Linked DNA regions of Mus musculus: region 2 is linked to region 1. The links are chromatin contacts, called in public HiChIP or PLAC-seq maps. All regions are on one chromosome and are shown on one strand. Each heading gives the region's core, a stretch centred on a gene start, on an enhancer-like site or on the middle of the called end of the contact. The rest is flanking DNA. Distances are from core to core; before and after follow the strand shown.

What was found. HiChIP or PLAC-seq counts read pairs in DNA pulled down with a chosen protein or histone mark.
Region 2: a contact with region 1 is called in a FOXA1 HiChIP or PLAC-seq map of pancreatic cancer cells. The contact joins the promoter of Mrpl58 here to the enhancer-like site in region 1. A contact is called at or near these places in 5 of 39 promoter capture datasets (the 3T3-L1 cell line, 3T3-L1-derived adipocytes, the HPC-7 cell line and 2 more), 1 of 484 Hi-C or Micro-C datasets (the N1E-115 cell line), 1 of 115 datasets of contacts at active chromatin or transcription factors (pancreatic cancer cells) and 1 of 9 other capture datasets (liver).

Annotation. Positions count from the first base shown.
Region 1 is chr11:115,217,472-115,222,930 of GRCm38.p6, reverse strand. All of the region lies in intron 8 of Tmem104 (transmembrane protein 104), which reads right to left. Among named protein-coding and RNA genes, the nearest start is that of Tmem104, 33 kb to the right of the region's middle. Within about 2 kb of position 3,045, at least 90 of the 459 cell types and tissues checked have an H3K27ac peak or open chromatin away from gene starts, as enhancers often do. A contact at or near this core is called in the HPC-7 cell line, the N1E-115 cell line, liver and 1 more, where this site is marked.
Region 2 is chr11:115,401,136-115,406,594 of GRCm38.p6, reverse strand. Mrpl58 (mitochondrial ribosomal protein L58) reads right to left here and starts at 2,843. Exons shown (of 6, transcript NM_001347645.1): 1 at 2,635-2,843; 2 at 8-44. The coding sequence starts at 2,820. It overlaps Gm32013 (a long non-coding RNA gene), which reads left to right and starts at 5,342. Exons shown (of 3, transcript XR_880312.3): 1 at 5,342-5,459.

The DNA of each region.
Region 1 (5,459 bases), core at 1,796-4,295:
AGGGGCAGCCTGCAGCTCCTGGTTAGGACTTCACTTCTGGCAAGAAGGCAACGGGAAACACTCACAGAGGCAGGAGTCCACCTCTGTCAGCCAGCCAGCCAGCCAGCCAGCCAGCCAGGGGAGGGTCCCTCCCTCCCATCCCCACCATCTCTGTGGGTGCACATGACAGACGGGGCAGGAAATTCCAGGATGGCATGCTCACATGGTATCCTGCATTCCCACAGAAGGCTCGGGACTGACAGGGTGTGCTGACCCTGCTGGCCACCATGTGCCCTTACATGGGGCACTGAGCAACCAACCTCTTCACTAAGCGAGCAGTTCCTCAAGTGCCTGCATATTTAGGTACCTGCAGAAGGGGGGGAGGGGGGGTGGAGCTTTCAAGGTTCCAGCACTTTCCATTCTGCTTGTCTGCTCCTGGGGTCTTAACGCAAAAGACCCACAGGCTCTACTCCCAGCCTTCTTCCTCCAGGGCTGGTTGGTATCTTTGCTTTCCCTGTTAATTCGGGCGTGGGTGATAAAGGAACTTAGAAACTACAGTGTGGCAATGCTGAGTGTCAGGGCTTTCCTAAACACACAGACTCCGCAAGGGCCGAGGGCAGATTTCACAGGCGCAAGAGTATCTGAGGCCGGGGGGAGTGGGTTCAAGTGGCGGTGGCCACGTGCCAAATGCACAGCTGAGCTGTCTGGACTGATCCTGGAGGGTGTTTCAGATGAGAAAGGGAGGGGCGCCAAGCTTTTGCAGGGCTGCTCCTGTTGAGTGCTGGGGGTTAAAAGCTAATTGGGGTTAATAGCATCTTGGCAAGAGCCCACCCCTAACTGAACTTGCGATGCGTCCTTGACACGTAGGGAAGAAATGCGCAAGGATTCTATTTTTATTTCTCAAGTGGTTGTGAACATTTATTTGCCTAACGGGATCGCAACTTCTGGGGCTTCATCTACCACAGGCAGGTGGGCACAAATGAGTTCACATTGCTGGGATGGGGTAGGGATCAGACAGTGTCCTTGTTGAGCCAGCTTTGTGGGGGTCACTCAGCTTCTCAAAATACATCATATACAGGGCATTTACTCAATGACTGATTGATGGGGGAGAGCCCAGCTCACTGTGGGTGGGGCCATCCTATAAGCAGCCTCCGAAAGCCATGGGGGAGCACCCCTCTATGGCCTCTGCACAGCTCCTGCCTCCAGGTTCCTGCCCTGTCTCCCCTAAGCGATGGACCTTTAACTGGATGTGTAAATTGAAATAAACCCTTCCCTCCCCAAATCGCCCTGGTCAAGGTGCTTCATCAGAGCAGGAGTAACCCTGACTAGGGCAGAAGGTGGTACCAGGATAGTGTGGTAATGCTGTGACAGACCTGAGCAGGTTGTTTTGGGAAGACTGTGGAAAGACTTTGAAACTTTAGGCAAAAAATGCCATTGAGTTGTTCAAAGCTTGGTAAGCTGTTCTGTAGGAGCTTTGGAGACAATAATGTTGAGAAAGTTGCAGATGAAGGAGGCCTGGCTTGTGAAGTTTCAGAGAGAAGCAAAGACTGTGTGACGAGTCTGTGGGTGTCTGGTCTGCTGGGGCTGAAGAGTCAGCTGTGGTTAAGAAGAGACCAGCATCACTGATGAAAAGGCTTCTGGGAAGTGTTTCCTCAGGGTCAGCACACAGAAGCTGTGGTCCAGAGGCAGCCAAGGCTGGCTGTTCTTTGTGCTGGCAACTTAACTTGGTAACCCAGGTGGTACTGGTTTTGAAGGCAGGAAGGGGTCATGGAGAGCAGCTGAGGCTTGGCACTGTGTGACAGGGCTGGAGTCTCTGAATAGAGCCCAGGAGAAGCTCATGATGAAGGAGCAGCCCAGTTGCAGCAGAGACTCCAGCACTGTGGAGATGCCAGTGTCATGGGATGACCACCAAAAACAGCAGCGGTGGCGTGGAGACAGCCTGAGCCTAGAGGAGCGGCTGTGTGTGCTGCAGGGGGAAGAGCCGAGGTGACCCAAGCCACTGGAGGAGCCCAGAAGACCCGAGGGGATCCCAGACACTGGCGTTACACTGTTTACCTGATGGAGCTTGGGTTTGCCGTGTTCAGACTGCGACTGTGCCCTGCTTCTTCCCTCTTCAGTAAGAAAGGGTTTGACAGGAGCTCACACTGAGAGACTTTGGATTTTAAGGAAGCTGAATTTTTAAGTATTTAAAAATTTAAAGACTGTGGAACTTTTAGAATTTGGAATGTTTATAATGTGATATTCATCTTGGGGAAGAATAAGAAAGGAAGGGTTAAGGCTTATCGGTGATGTGCTTGTGTGCTGAGTTGACAAAGGTCAACTGTGCTGGGTAGTTTTATGTCAACTTGACACATGCTCGAGTTATCTGAAAGGAGGGAACTTCAATTGAGAAAATAAATGCCTCCCTAAGATTCAGCTGTAGGGCATTTTCTTAGTGATTGATATGGGAGGCTCCAGCCCATTATGTGTGGTGCCGCCCCTGGACTGGTGGTCCTGAGTTCTATAACAAAGCTACCTTGGTCATGGTGTTGCATTATAGCAAGAGTAACCCTAACTGGTACACATCCATTCTCCAAACATCCCAAGTACAGAACCATGGTACTACCAAGACCTACTGCATGCAAAGAACGCTCTGTCAACACTTCATTTTTCTTTCTCTGAGATGGAGTCTTGCTATGTCCCTCCTCCGTGTAAATGACCTTCCTGCTTTGGCCTCTTGAGTAGCTAGGACTATAGCTACATACACCACCCCTTGCCATATGATATTTTATTTTTATTGCCCATGTGAGCTTAACAATGGCCCAAATACTCATGAGAGTTCAGGTGCTTCTGATCACACAGGAGAAGACCACCCACCATGCAGAAGATGACAGTCAGGGAAGGAGAGGATGCTATACTGGAAACTGTGTCAACAATGCACGTGCGCCAAGCCCGGTCAACTGCTGTCATGATGCGTTTGCCAAAATTCTAGGACAAGAGTTATTACGTCGTGGAGAGGAGGGCTTGTTCATACCAAACCAGAAGTGACCTGGGGACAGAGGATAAACTGTGACCTTGATATGGATCAGCCCAGTGGTGGGTAGGCGGAGCTAGAGGACAGGAAGAAGAAACCACCCCTGGCAGGACAGGGCTCAGCACTAACTGGACCAAACACCCTAGAAACGCTGTAAGTTCTTCCTAACGGACCAGTGTCCGTGGTACAGGGGAAATGAGGCAGGTGGAGGAGGTTGGGGCACCTCTTTCAGTACACTGACTCCACCCTAGCAGTGACTGGCATTTATCTAACACTTGGCAGAACACAACACTTGACGGAGGTTATGTCTCAATGCCTGCTTCTACCCTGCCCTAGCCTAGCCAGCGTCGAGAAGGATGCATGCAGAATGGACTGATGACAAGGAGCAGCTGACGCCCAGGCCATTCCAAACAGGAAATGGGCATTGTGTGCATCCTGTGCACCAGGAGTCCAATCTTGCTTTCGTGTTGCCACACCCTTTGGCAGAAAACCTCCCCTGTTGCTGCAATGTTCAGCCCGCTCTGGCTTGGAGAGTGGTTGTGAGTCACCTGACCTGAGTGCCGGAATTAAACTCAGATCCTCTGTAAGGACAGTACAGGCTCTTAACTCCTGACAGATTTCCCCAGCCCGACGCTCACCACTGCAATGATTTACTTAGTTCTTGTTTATTTGCTTTGGTGCCGTGGCACAGGTGTGGAGGTCAGAGGGTAAAACCGTGGAATTAGTTCTTTCCTTCTTCCTTTACCTGGGTTCTGGGGACCAAGCTCAGGTTGCAGCCTTCTGTAGTAAGTGCTTGGGCCTGCTGAGCCACCCCACCCTGGCCAGTTTCCCTTCTGATAGACAACAGTAAATAAACAGGAGGAGGAACCCATACAGTTCACTTTCCAAGTCATCTTCCTGACCACCTTCCAGCCCCTACTTAGGGGAAGTGCTGACCTCCCTGACTTTAGCCTTGGGGTGGGCCTTTGCTGAGGCCCTCGGATGCAAATTAGACAGGCAGCCACCGTTAACCCCAGCTCCGGGGTATCCGATACCTCCGGCCTCCATGGGCACTTGCGCACATGTGCACATACACAGACACACAACTAAAATAATAAAAACAAACTGCAAGGAATGGGGCAGAACAACTGATAAGGGACCTGAGGCGAAGACAAACATTCAAAAGTGACCCTAAGAACTGCTTCCCAGGTGCTTCTGGAAGTTTCCCTATGGACAGGACAGGTCCAACTCTCTCTGGCCTCTGTATGAGGGAGAAAGTGGGAAAGAGGACGAAACTCACCCCAGACAACCTGAGAGGGCACTGAGAGGGGCCCCTGCAACACCAAGCTGATGGTCTGCAAATTCCACATGCCATCTCCCCCCAAGTCTGCCCAGAACACAGTCCACAGCCCCTGGCAGCTGACTCAATGCTATGTCACCTGCCCACCTGGTCTTGCCATTGAAACCAGGACAAGGCACAACACTTGGTACAGGTACCGCCCCCAGTGGCTAGGAAGCCTGCAGAAGGGAAGTGGTTCTGGGGCTCCATTCTGAGGAGTGCTGTCACTCTCTGTCCAGAGCTTCCGATAAGCTCTCAGTGCCGAGACTCCCAGGGCCGAGACTCCGGTGGGGTCACAGCCTATTCCCCTGGAGGAGCTCGGGCTTGCAGGAGGGGAGGAAGGGCTCTGAGAGCTGGCAGGTGAAGCAGAGCTTTGGAGGCCACCCAGGTGGGACCTCTTTCTAATCCTGGCTACTGTTTCCACTTCAGAAAACAGGTGTTGAGAGGGATTAAAGGCTTTGTCCAAAATCTCAATTACTTAGCTGTAGCTGGGATTAGAGCCCAGGTCACCTGTATCCAAAGCCTATTTCCTGCTTAGAGCACTCAAGTGCCTCCCACAAGGGCCACTTCTTCAACTGCCCCTCTCTCCTCTCCTCAGACCTGGTTCCCTTCAGGGAGGACTGGGCAGGTGGGATGCTCTTAGCCTGGCACAGCCATTTTTTCTCTGGTCCTGGCATTTGGGGACATGCCTGCACGCCTGTGTGGTCTTTCTCAGCTGACAGGCCAGATGGCTCCCAGTGGTGGGCGGAGTTCCAAGAATCAGATGCCAGAGCTACAACCTTTGTGGTTTGGGGGAAGAGATAAATATTGTGGAAAACCCACACAGTCATTCACTTAATGACTATAAGTCATCGGGGGTTTTTAATGGATGGCTGTCTCCTCTCAAGCGAGACAGAGTGAGGTGGGATCCAGCAACATCAGGCCCAGGTAAACAGATGGAACTAGGAAGGCTCTGCGAGGTTACGTGGGGAGATATGGCATGCACGAACAGGCGTACACAAACGGGCATGCATACATATGCACAGTCGGCTGGGGCAGCGGAGGCCGAGGGCTCTGCCTGGAGGAACAGAGCTGACTCTGGAGGCAGCTGTGCTCTTAGCTCCCTGTCACCAGGTCAGGGGCAAAGGGGGGCTGGCAGGGGAGCACGAA
Region 2 (5,459 bases), core at 1,594-4,093, 180 kb before region 1:
TACTTACCCAGAGGGATGTAACTGCTGGCTTGTTTTGCATGCTCCTGTAATGTGATATATACATACTGTCAAAGAATGAAGTCACTTCGATAATATAAAGCTACAAGTCAATGTTATATATTTTGGGCTGAAGAGATGGCTCGGTGGGTAAAAGCACTTCCTAAGAGTCAAGCCTGACAGCCTGAGCTCCCCTCTGGGTTCCCTGGGATCAACATGGTATTAAGGAAGGACCAACTCCTGTGAGTTATCCTCTGACTTACACTCTTACACACATGCACACGTGTGCACATACACTCACCCATTCATACACTCACACACTTATACACACATTCACACACACTAAATTCAATAAGCACTTTTAAGAAGCTATGCATTAGGTTTCAGGCCTCCAAATCTTGCTGTCAAACCCGTCTCGTCTCGACTCAGACGCTACCTCTTAAGCGCTCCTCTAGGAAGATGCGGCTCAGGCCTCCAGCTGTCCCTGCCCCTGCCTTAAGCTATTGCTGGGTGCCATCAGTGGCCTGTCTCATGGAGAAAGGGATGGATGAGACAAGACAGAGAACACATACATGAGGGCCGCTAAAGACCAATGCTCTCTGCCAACCTGACACAACAATCCTAGTGGGCCGCCCTGTTCCTTCTGGTGCCCACAGGAAGCCGGCAGCAGGCAGTCTACCTTGATCAGGTTCTGGTTCACCTGGGGGGCTGGCGTCAGACTGAGCTCCTCATGTCAGGTCTCCCCCTCATCGAGCTCTTCATTCAGCAGCAGCACCCTCCAACTTTAAGTCCTCAGGACCACAGAGTGCAACAAATCCCACCCCGGGGGCTCCTCTGGCCTCCAAGCCCAAGTGTGTCCATCTGCACCTCTCCATGCCTTCATCACTTGATCTCTAGACCTCACTCAGCTCATGCTGCTCTCTCTGAAGACACCTCTTTGCTAAGCCACCCTCCTCAGGTTTCCTCTGGCCTCTTCTGAATACCCGTTTACCCCTGCCCCCCGCCCCCAGACGATTTCATCCTTCTAAGCTGATGGAAAAGCCATTAATACTGGTGACTCCCTACTTTTGGGCTCCAGTAAACCTCTGCTCACTACAGTCCCACAGACCCTGCTTGTTCTCAGTTTACTTCCAATCCAGTAGGGAAGAATCCTCTAGACTTTCTTCAAAAGATGCCTAGGACCTAATCACCTTCAAGGCTCCTATTGCTTCCAGCCTGCTCATCCTGTCTTGCCTATGTTACTGTGACCTATATTACCGCAATCTCCTAACTTACATTCTAGCTGTTGCCATTCTCCAGGCTTCTGTCTGTAACACTGTGTAGCAGTCAATCTTGTAAAACTAAAATGTATCATTCTATTCCTGGCTCCACCCACTTCTCTCAACTGCCTCACTCAGCCACACTTGTCCAGCATGCTACTGTTCTGAAATGGTTGCACCTGCTCTGCTGGGGACACTCATCTCCCCAGTATTCTCATGTCTTCCTTCCAGGTCTTTGTACGTGACAAGGTCTCATATAATCCAGGCTGGCTATGAGCCAATTGATTTTTCCTGCCTCTGCCTCAAGTGCTTGGGTTACAGATTCAGGCCACTGTGGCCCATTCTTCCAGGCTTTTCCCAGATCACTCTACCTAAAACTTCAATGCTTAGCTGGGTTTGTTGGTATATGCCTGTAATCTCAGTACTTGAGAGGCAGGAAGATCACTGCAAACTAGAGATCATCCAGGGCTTTTAAAGAGCTTTTCTCACAACATGTATCAGTACAGTGATACATGCCAGTAATCTTTACGCGTGGGAGATGAACGTGGAAGGATCAGGAGCTCATAGCCACCCACAGCTATGTAGCAAGTTCGAGTCTAGCCTAGGCTACATGAGATCCTTTGTCCAAACAAACAACAAACCTACAACTGTTATTATCTCTAGCTTCACCTTTGCCTTCTGAGTCTTACTATCTCTGAAGTATCATATTTAGTGTTACTTGGGTTTATTCATTTATTTTTGTCTGTCGCCCTCCAGTATACGAGCTTTACAGCCTTAGGATTTCTGTTTTACTACTCTCTGCCCCAAATTAGCACTGTGCTAACAGCATGCTCTCAAAAGATGTCTGCTGAATGAGGTGCGAGTGGATGAATGAAAATACTTGATGCTCTTTCAATCCTACAGGTGCAGCTCAATAGATGCTCTCTTTCCTGCTCAGGCCCCACGCAGTACCACTACATGACGCAGGCTAAACATGGACCCTTAGGGACCAAACCAGCTTTGTCTCAGGCTTCCTAACGTTACTAGGGTCAAAAGACTGGGTAACGTCCCAACTTGCGGATCTCAGGTTTTACTACTTTCAAGGTCCATAATGCACATCTTCCCATATAATGTGAGCCTGAAGGCCGGGAAGCAAACGTGGACAAACTAACGATCTAGAAAGACGCGTATGTGGCGGCTCTCTCCCAGGGTCTGCACTACCCGAGCCACGAGGGTTGCAATCACACTCTACAGTCCCAGCACATCCCGCACCTCCGGCCGGGTTACTAGGGCGATCAGTTCCTCCTGGGGCAACCAAAACCTTGCAAGCCGCCCGGCTTCCTCGCGTCACCTAGCAGCGGGAGGAACCGCCCTTTCCGTCCCGCCTTTCTCGGCTCACCGGGACCTTCCAGGCGGTATCCGCGCCCTTGGACTCGGGGTACAGCTTGTCCAGGCTGTAGATGCTCTGGAACGTGGTGCCGTCTACCTGTCTGTGCAGAGCCCGGCGAGCACAGCGCGCGGGCGGCGCGAGCAACAACGTTCCAGTTCGGCTCAGGCCCCAGCGTAGGCCCCAGGCGGTCGCCATGTTCACCTCCCAGGACCGCTTCCGGTGCTCACTCTTCCGGCGGTCCGCCAGCCTTGGCTGAGCTGGCTCTTAAGTTCCGCCGGGTTTCTCGGGCTCCGGGCTGTCCACCTTGGCGGTGATGGTGGGAAGTGGTGCGCACCCAGCTGACATCTGGTAGAGGTTGACCGGCAGATAGAGACCACCTACGGGAGATTTTTCTTAAAAAGATTCCTGTATGGGTCTGACTGAGCGGTGCTCACCTGCAGTCCCAGCACTGCTCTCAAGGCTAAGGCAGATGAGAGCCTAACCTAGTCACATAGCCCCTGTCATAAAAATAATACATACATGGCCAGGCGTGGTGGCACTTAATCCCAGCACTTGGGAGGCAGAGGCAGGTGGATCTCTGAGTTCGAGGCCAGCCTGGTTTACAGAGTGCGTTCCAGGACAGCAAGGGCTATGCAGAAAAAAAACCCTGTCTTGAAAAACCATAAAAAAAAAATAATAATAGTACATACATACACACATACATACATACATGGCCAGGCCTTAATCCTTGCACTTGGGAGGCAGAGATAGGTGGACCTAGGCTAGCCTGGTCTACAAAGTGAGTCCAGGACAGCCGAGGCTTCTATACAGAGAAACTCTGTCTTGGAAAAATCATTTTAAATGTGTGTGTATGTAAACAAATATATAAATGCATAAATACATAAACAAACACTGGATCTAGCATCCTAGAAACACCCTTTTCTCTTTTTTGAGTCTGTTCTCCTTCCCTGGACCCTTGAGCAACCTAACTAGATACAGCAAGGACGACCTTACCTGCTAAGCTCGGACTTTCCCTGCCCTTTCCTATCCCTTGTTCAGTGTGAGCCACATTCCTAACTTGCTTTAGATAGATGAGTGGATAGACAGTCAACCAATCTTTGTGTGTTCGATTTTGAGCTTAAGGGTTGGTTTTGTGGTATTTATTTAGGCAGGTTTCAATTATGTAGCCCTAGCTGGCCTGGAGCTCACTATATACAGCAGGTTGCCTGCCTCTCAGTCCAGAGCATTGGTATTAAAAGCTTACCCAACCAGGTCTGTCTTTTGCTTGTGTTTTGAGACAGGGTTTCAACCTATTTAGCTCAGACTAGTCTTGAACTCCTGACCCTCCTGCCTTCACCTCACAGGTGTTCAGATTTGTACCACTACTCCAAGGCCCAGTCTTATGTTCTAACATATTGCCTGTCTCCAAGTTAGAATGTAAGGTCTCTGCTGTATCCCAAACATGCAGAGTGTGTCACATCACAGACATACCACGACTGTGGGTCAAGTGAATTTCATGGTAGTTCACGTTTTTGTTGTTCTTTGGTTTGGTTTTTCTTTTTCTTCTTTTTTTTTTTCCTCATGACAGTATTTCTGTGTAACCTTGACTGTTCTGAAACTCGCTCTGTAAACCAGGCTGGCCTTGAACTCTTAAAGATGCACCTGCTCTACCTCCTGACTGCTGGGATCAAAGGCAAGTGCTACTATGCCCAGCAGCAGTTCATTTTTGTAAGTTGAGTTTCAGTCAAGTTGAATCAACTTCAGGTTTTTTGTTTTTATCTACAAAACAGCCTTATAAGCCACTCACACCCATGTGAGAGTTGTGATGAATGGCTTTGCTTATACCCAGCCAGGGATGGGAGGCAGATCACTGGAAGTGGTTCTAAATACAGGCATCTTCCCTCCTCAAGCTTTAAGAAGCAGCATAGTGGATTCTTCTAGCCACTAAAAACAAACTGGAGGTGGTTGGAAAGATGGCTCAGTGGTTAAAGAGCACTGACTGCTCTTCCAGAGGTGCTGAGTTCAATTCCCAGCAACCACATGGTGGCTCACAACCATCTGCAATGGGGTCTGATGCCCTCTTCTGGTGTGTCTGAAGAGAGCATTGGTGTACTCTTATACATAAAATAAATAAATCATTAAAAAAGTAAAAAAAAAAAAAAAAGCAAACTGGAGAAGTAGGTACAGAGTTCAGAAGACTGCAGGCTAAGTAGGGTTGTTTCATAGTGGTGTTAAGGCAGTAAATTGGAATGCTAAGGCTACAAGTAAGACAAGAAGTGTTTGAAGGTGTCTAATCCTTGGCTAAGTTCCTTGGTTGAGGTTGTGAATAAATGAAAATAGATGTCAATAAATGTTAGTAATTGTTAGTAATGCTTGTGATTAACTCATAATGAAGAGCTTGATTTTTTTTTTTTTTTGAGACCGTATCATCACCTACAAACATACACCCCTGGGACAATTGAAGTATTCCCCAGAGACACTGGCTCATTGAGACAGGAAACTGTCATGGAAGCAAGCCTTTACAGTCTCTACATTATTGGAAAGATAAACCAGCCCCCAGGCACTCCGTGAACTCCAAGGATTGGCAACTGACATCTTCCTTTGGGGCTCTGGCTCGGAAGGAGTCTCCTGGGTCCTTCCCTGACTGACTTAGTCCCAGAACCTCTGAGGGAGCTGAGCCGTTTCCATAGTGACTGGAATATGCTGCTCCGGGGAGCAAGCCCAGGCATCCATTCGGGTTGTGGATTATGAATAATAAAATCAGAGCGGTCCCATGGCAGCTTTGCTCCGAGGTGGGCTCCAGCCTGACCCACAGTCGTAGAAAAGGAAGCTGTACATTTCCAGGGCTCCAAGTA